Linked DNA regions of Gossypium hirsutum: all the other regions are linked to region 1. A link is a contact called in public Hi-C data. All regions are on one chromosome and are shown on one strand. Each heading gives the region's core, a stretch centred on a gene start, on an enhancer-like site or on the middle of the called end of the contact. The rest is flanking DNA. Distances are from core to core; before and after follow the strand shown. Region 1 has its middle 8.2 kb from the start of LOC121207715. Region 2 holds the start of LOC107937172 (phenylalanine ammonia-lyase G4). Region 3 holds the start of LOC107937173 (ABC transporter G family member 28).

The links. Hi-C and Micro-C count contacts between places; a contact is called where the count stands out from the background.
Region 2: a Hi-C map of leaf shows a contact between it and region 1, with 4 times the contacts expected there. The contact joins the promoter of LOC107937172 here to the enhancer-like site in region 1. A contact is called at or near these places in 11 of 34 Hi-C or Micro-C datasets (anther, callus, hypocotyl and 2 more).
Region 3: a Hi-C map of leaf shows a contact between it and region 1, with 4 times the contacts expected there. The contact joins the promoter of LOC107937173 here to the enhancer-like site in region 1. A contact is called at or near these places in 4 of 34 Hi-C or Micro-C datasets (hypocotyl, leaf and petal).

What each region holds. Positions count from the first base shown.
Region 1 is chrA10:111,256,242-111,258,941 of Gossypium_hirsutum_v2.1, reverse strand. No RefSeq gene overlaps it. Among protein-coding and RNA genes, the nearest start is that of LOC121207715, 8.2 kb to the right of the region's middle. Within about 2 kb of position 1,316, at least 1 of the 9 cell types and tissues checked has an H3K27ac peak or open chromatin away from gene starts, as enhancers often do. A contact at or near this core is called in leaf, where this site is marked.
Region 2 is chrA10:111,188,812-111,191,511 of Gossypium_hirsutum_v2.1, reverse strand. LOC107937172 (phenylalanine ammonia-lyase G4) reads left to right here and starts at 1,316. Exons shown (of 2, transcript XM_016870010.2): 1 at 1,316-1,813. The coding sequence starts at 1,431.
Region 3 is chrA10:111,160,996-111,163,695 of Gossypium_hirsutum_v2.1, reverse strand. LOC107937173 (ABC transporter G family member 28) reads right to left here and starts at 1,357. Exons shown (of 14, transcript XM_016870012.2): 1 at 495-1,357; 2 at 200-276. The coding sequence starts at 736.

The DNA.
Region 1 (2,700 bases), core at 67-2,566:
TATTTAGGTTAAAGGAGAAAAATCGAAACCCAATAAGTTAGGGCATGATTGTCTCGAATTACCAAATACGGAATATTACTTTTATGAAAGAATTATTATTGGGTTGGATATAATGATAATAAGAATAATATTAAAGTAAAGTAAACAATAATACTATATATAAAAATATATATATGTATATAATAGAAATACACACTACTATATAATAATAATAATAAATATAGAAATACAAAAAGCAAATATAATAAAAATATTAAATTAAAGTAATAAAAAAATACTATATATAAATATATATATACATAAAAATATACACTAATATATAATAATAATAGTAATAGCAAAAATAATGAAAATATGAGTAATATTAATAATATATTAGAATACAAAAGTAAAGTAATAACAATAGGGGTGATAATAATAATAATAATAATACAAACAAAAATACATATATATAATAATAGTAGTCAGAAATAAAAAATAATAGAAGTAACAATAATGATAGTAATAATATAAATAAATATGGAGAGGGCATATATAATATAATAATATAAATAATAATATATACATGAGAAATAATAATAATATAAATAATAGTAAAAATAATAAAATAAAAAAATAAAACAAAGCTCTCAACTCTCTTTCTCTCTCTTTTCTAAATCCGGCCGTTGGTCCGGTTTTGCTTCGGTCATGGACCCCCACGGGCCGCCATCGGCGCCACCGTTCACGGCGGCCGGACCTCAAAAAAAACTTTTTTCGGTAATGAAAATATAGGTAAGCTTCTTACTTTTATTTTTACTTTCGTATATAAAAAAAAAACAAAATAAAATTGAAAGGAAAACAATAAACAAACAAAGAACATAAGATGAGAATAGACAAAAGAAACCTCTTTTGCTTTGATCTTTGATTAATCTCTAAAAACTAGCCTTTCCAAAAAACAAAAATCACCCCTTCTAACATAGTCTTGAATGGCTTTTATAGCCAAATTTTACAAATAAATTTTTGTAAGCAAGTGGAGTGGTTGGGGTGGTTTAGGTGGCCAAGGTGGGCGGCCAACAATGGTGGTGGAGTAGGTGGCCAACAAGGGTGGTGGAGTAGGTGGCCAAGGTGGGTGGCCAACAAGGGTGGAGTAGGTGGGATTAGGATTTTTATTTTTTTGATTTTTTTTTGGGGTTGGGTTAGTGTTTTGGGCTAAGTTTTGAGTTTATAGTTGGGTTATGTTTATTTGGGCCCAAAATTGGGCTTGTACAGGTGATATGGATTTGGGTCGCACGTTACTTAAATCAAGCTATTTTCATCGTTGAAAAATGTTAGAATTAAAGTGGTCCATTAGAATTAGATCATAGAACCAGTTCAACCACAACTGGTGGCATGTAGGTTCGGCATTTTCTCAAAATTGGGTATAGATCGACTTTATCTAAAAAAAAAAAAATGGTTTTGTATTTTATTATATACTTTTCATCTCATTAAATTTGTTAATTTGTTACCTTTTAAATTTTAGTGGAAATATTTTTATAATTTATAATAAAGAAAAATTGAAAAAGATATTATAAATAATTTCTATGAAATAATTTTTTAAATATATTTAAGATAATTGATGTTAAAGTTTAAAAAAGTTCACCCTAAAAATGTCATCTGAGTTTTAATCAATTAATTTTTATAATATATGTTATTAAACTAAAGATATAAATTAATAAATAATTACTGTATTTAATACTTATTTAACATAAAAATTATATTCATCGACTTCTAATTAAGTTTTTATTCATCAATTTAATTATTTGACATCGTTGTTGTAATAATTTATTTATCGCTTTGTGTTAAACTTAAATTTAGATTTTTTAATTTCAAATTTGCCGATTCCACAGTTTAGTAATTATAAAAAAAGAGAAATAAACATAATTTTATAATATATTTTTATAATTAAATTTAAATAAAATATTTTTAAAGAGTAAAATGAATTATTTAAATGGATTTCGATGAACTAATCTGTTTTAGAATCGGGATTGAGTCTAATGTAGCTCAACAACATCTATGTTGATTATGAAAGTAAGAGATAATGTTGTTAAATTTTTATGGGAAAGTTATAACTTTTTTATGTTTTCTTTGTTTATTTATTCAATATAATTTTATTTTTTTTAACTAAAGTATTGAAATGCTTGTAGTTATACAATTTTAAAACTCTTACTTAAAAGTGGGTAAACTCATTTACGTAATCAATTAGAAAGAATTCGTAAAAATTTTGATCATTTTGATAAAACATTAAAATTTTTGATATGCATTTTTCCCAAACTACAGCAAAACCCCTAAAAGAAGCTGCATAATTTTAAAGATAAAAAATATGTGATTTCGAAATTTAATTTAATTCATATCATTGTAGTTTATTTATTTACAAAATAATAACATGTGAAAATAAAAGAAATTCATAAGCAGGCCAAGAACCAATTTTCGATAATGGTCTATTTAAAACCATTTGTGTTTTATTTTCTTCACTTAAAAAATGAGTAAATTAATCCTTCTACATTAGATCAAAAAGTAAATTGGTCTTTTTTGTTAAAAATTTTATCTATTTTTACTATTAAAAATTAAAATGGTTAATAGAATAATCAGACAGATATACGTGACCTACTATTGGTATCTCATTCTAACATATGGAGACCAATTTGTAACAGTAATAATGAAAATTTTTAAAAGAATTAATTT
Region 2 (2,700 bases), core at 67-2,566, 67 kb after region 1:
TCAAATATTTTAATATTAATGTAAGTAAATACGATTATAGTTTCTTACAAAACAAACATCAATTTATTATTATGTACCCCAAATACATTGCAAGTTCCTTTTTATTATTACAAAATTCAACAAACTTTGTTAAGTTTCTCACACTATTTCTATCAACACACCAAGTTAAAAAAAAAAAAAACTATTCGGATAATGTTGCCGAGCATATATTACAAAATTAATAAATATATAAATAAACTTACAAATGTAATTACTAAGAAAATAATAAAACAAATTATTACCCTACACTTTATTTTTTTTAATTAAATGTATGATATTATATTACTTTATATCTGGTTCAGCTAATTAGACAATCAACTCTTAATTCTACTGGTTAAACAGTTGATTCAATAATAATTAAATAAATAATTAAAAAAATTAAATTAGTTTAATAAGTTGAATTATCAATTTTTTATCTTGATTTTCGATTTCTTATCGATTCACAAATAGTTTGGTTTATACTCGGTTTTATTTCATCAATCGAACTATTGATTCTCGATTCAATCGGTTGGTTTGATTTTGGTCCTATATCACCGTAACCATGTTTAAGATATTATATATCTATACTATATATAAAGTGTCTAATTGAAGTGGTTTCATAAGTCAACTCGATACTAATTTAGTTGTAAAATTATTAAAATACATTTACTTTAAAAAGTAATTAATATTATGGTAAGGGTATTTTCATACTTTTATATAATATTCAAATAAAACAATTTAAAAATATTATTTAGAAATCAAATACAATACAAATAAATTCATATAAAAAACTATTGCCACTCCAATAATAATCATTTATTAATATATTTTTACAAATATAAAATATTTTTATTCACCCACATCGTAAGTATGATAAAATCTAGTTTATATAATTTTTAAAAAAAATTATAAGTACTATCACAAACAAAATATATCTGGAAATAATCTACGTATGATAAAACTTAAATACGAGTAATAATGGCCAAAGTGGTAATTTAGCAAGCTAAGAATTGTGGGATGACGTTGCTAATTTCGTGCCTCCCCGAGTGCTCACCAACCCCCATTTCCCTTTCAATTAAAAAAGAAAAATGTTGGAACCATTGGAGGTTTATTAGACCATCCACCAATCAAGTACAAACAATTGTCAAAATCACAACCATCAAGATCCAACGGCCATATAATGTTCTCAACTAACCCGTCGGCCAACCCACCCAACACTCAATGTTCATCTCAGACATTTTTATTTATTTTTTTATTTCTTTTTTCTCTCTATTTAAACCTTGGAAATATTGTTCAACAAACTCAGGAATATTTTCACTTTCCCTGAAAATTTCCTTTCCATTTCAGAAAAAGAAAAGAAAAATCTTTAGTTCCAAAATTTCCCAGACGCCAATCATTAGCCATTTGAATCAATGGAACCAATGGAGTTACAGTTTTGTAATGGCGGAAACGGTTCGTCACTGGCCGACCCCTTGAACTGGGCTGCGTCAGCTCAGTCAATGAAAGGTAGCCATCTGGATGAAGTGAAGCGCATGGTTGAGGAGTACAAGAAGCCGGTGGTTCGTCTCGGTGGTGAGACATTAACGATAGCTCAAGTCACGGCCATTGCGAACCGCGACGTCGCCGTTCAGGTTGAGCTCTCGGAGGCGGCTCGGCCGGCCGTTAAGGCCAGCAGTGATTGGGTTATGGAAGGAATGAATCGAGGTACGGACAGCTATGGAGTCACCACTGGCTTTGGTGCAACATCTCATCGGAGAACCAAACAAGGCGGTGCCCTCCAAAAGGAGCTTATAAGGTAACTTCAATTTTTTCATTTTATTTTATTTTTTACCGTCATAATTCGCTGATTATATAAATTTTCATACGTTAATATTTATTTATATCATATCATATAAATAAATCTGAAAATATTTATGCATTAATATCATATCCATACTTTATTTTTTCTTTGTTCTATAATCGTTATTTATTTTTTCTATGTTGATTTCATGTTGGATTAATTATCTGAAAAATTCGAAAATCGAACCTTAAACATCATATTAAGGAGTTGTTCTCTGGTATTATTATTTTCACGTATCAAAACAGTACTATTCATTATTGGTAAAATTGCTATATGACCTTTTAAAATATTGGTAAAATTGCCATATGACCTTTTAAAATATTGGTAAAACTGCTATTTGATCCTTCTAAAATTTATAATTCAATATCAATTTTTTTGACTCAATATTCGTCTTTGATAATAGGTTAATATCTGACTTTGATTAATTTATAGACTTATATTATATTTTTATTTTATGATAATATATTTTAATTATATTTTCCGCCAACTTAGGTAACTAAAAACTAAGATCCTTTAAATAGGCCATAATTAGCACAACACTCTTTCCGCCATGTTTGGTAGTTGTAATTTCAGCTATATATCTCATTCATTAATTAATTATGTGAAAAACCCATGCACTTAGCTTTCAATTTTTCCCCCACCTCCCCTATACTTTTTCTAAAATTGTTTGTAGCTTCTTTTAAAAAAAAATCAAAATTTCCATGGAATAGAAATTTTAAAATATAAATAGTTTTTTTTATATTAATCTTTTTCGATAGGAGTCGCTTTTAGGAAGGGCACAAAATTTAATTTTGTGGGTCACTAGAAAAATATTGTAATTCAAATGGTTTTAGATTTTATTT
Region 3 (2,700 bases), core at 108-2,607, 95 kb after region 1:
CGCAAGAAATCTCCACTTAAAGCAATAACTTATGTCAAGGCGGCATATTTTAGCAAAATAGTACTTGAAGAACACTGTCGAACTATGCTACTCCGAGTATCATGTCCAACATATCAAACACCTAAACCCCGAGTCCTAATTTCCTATAGCCACTAAAGAAAGAAAGCACTTTAATTCTTTGTAATTATAGATATTGTACCTTGAGTTTTTTCAATACATGAAGCCAAAAAGTCCAAATTTGAAGAAAAATTAAATGCTTTATTCCATTCAGCTTCCCTGAAATATAAAGACAGCTTCAATCTCAAAACAAGAACCAATTACATTGCATACACAAGTATATACATATATAAGTCTTAAGCATTGGGAATCACCAATTAGTTCACATATTCATAATCAAGAACAGGTCAATGCAATTAAGAGTTCTACAATTCAATTCAAGAACCAGACGATCAACATTCATAGCAATTGGGGAAAAAAAGAGGAGGAAAACTCACGGGTCCTTTATGCAGAAACTGGCTTGTTCACTGATATCCTTACTAAGAACAGTGGTAAGATTAGAAAGCCTGCTATTAACAAGGGTTGTAACAAGAGGAAGAACATCTGGGTTGTTCACTTCATAATCATTGAAATTTTGACATTGTACCATGTTTACCAATAAACTCAAAACTACAAAGCCCCAGATTGAAACTGACCATAAAGAGCAAATTTTTAACTTTTTCAACCCCATTTTCAGCATTTTGAAAAGAAACCCAACAAAGACACAAATTTATTCTTTTTGACACCCAGGATCAATATGAATGTTTGTAGCTAAAGAAAAATGTGAATGAAGAATAAAAAGGGATCTAGGGTTGGCTGAAAGGCCAAAGTCGTGGGATTTAAAGGTCAAACCTTTAAGATACTTTTAAGTAAGCTGCTTAGCCACCTTCTTCATTGAAAGGGGAAATAGAAAGGAAAAAACCTCCATTTTTAATCTTCCCATTCCTTCCTGGTTCATGTATAAAGACCAGGTGAGAACTAAGAAAGGCAAACGGAAGCTGGTGAAAGTGGGACCCTTGTAAGAGGAGACCTTGTCTTAAGAACTATTTGCTTTATTTGCCGGCTTTTAGAAACCATGACATGCTTGGTTGTGGTGTCCGGTTTTGAGAAGAAAACTGTTTGTAAAAAAAAAAAAAAGCCCATATGTTATATTTTATAGTATTAGTATTAGATACATATTTTATAGTATTAGTATTAGATTCTAAATTCCAAATCCCATACGAAAAACATCAAAAATTGATCTTTTGGAACTACTAGTGGTATACTAAATTATTGTATTTCTGGGTTTAAGAACTTTAGGACCAAACCAGGCTACTTGTTCTTGATAGTTTGAAATGTGGTATGACCCTTGGTTTTTGACCAAGTCAAGCCAACCATGGCTTACTCTTCGTCCATGATTGTACATCACATATTTCAGTTCATTTTTACCTTCTGCTTTGTCCTCAATGCAATTAATTGAGGTTTTGATTTCACATTGAATTTTTTGTCAGTTCATCAATATTAAGTACAAATTCATTGACTTGTATAATTATGGATTTAATTCAATTGATTCCTATAGAATTTTTTTTAAAAAAAAAAGGTATTTAATAGACTTCACTATAAGAAAGGCATCATAAATATCTAGTGTCATTTAAGATGTTATAAACATCTTTCCAATTTTGAGGTTATGAAAAATATGCTGTAATACTAATTTTTAGTTGTAGTTCTTTTTTTTTCCTTTTTAAGGAATTTTTTAGTTGTAGTTGTAACTTCATATAACTTCATTTATTATTTTCCAAATTGGTAAAAGTATCAAAGAAACCCTATATTAAAGGTGGATTACATTTTAGTTTCTCTATTAAAAAAATTAGCTCTTTTGTTAAATTTTTTGTTACATAATCTTTCATGGGTAAATTATAAAAATATCACCCAACTATTTTTTTTTTAGTCACTAAACTTTTCAAAATTAAATATTTTAGTCATTTTAAGCTGATATAGATTTTTTATTGGTCTAGTTACAAAATTATCCCTCTAATATTTACACATCTTATCAATTTGATCCTAAATATAAAAATTTAACAAATTTAGCTCTCAATGTTTACAAAATTTGTCATTTTAGTTCTAATTATAAAAAGTCAATAAATTTAGCCCTCAACATTTATAAAATCTTTCAATTTAGTCCTAACTTTGAAATTTTTAAAAATTCATTTTTTAAATTTAATTTTTAACTAGTAATGACAATGGGGTGGGTGATTTTTTACCCGCCCTTACCCATCGGCAAACTAGTGATGGCAATAGGGTGGGTGATTTTTTACCCACCCTAACCCCAGCCTGATGCTCTACCACCATGTCCCACCTTGACCGACCCCTACTCTAAAAAACTTTAACCTGCTCCAAACCCGAACTTGAAACTTAATAGTATACTCGACTTTGATCTAATTCAAACTGACCCAAGTTTTTTTTTTGTAACATTGTGATTAACATTTTTTTTAAAATGAAAGGTTTTGGCACCATTTCTTATTAGATTTGTTTAGTGATTTATCTTTGAAGTTATGTGCTAATTTATATTTACACGCATGTTGTGATTCCAGCACAAAAAGAAAAGAAGGAATAAATGATTTTTAATAAGTTATTAAATTAAGAAGATAGAAAATGGGGGAAATAACCTTACAACGATGATAGGGG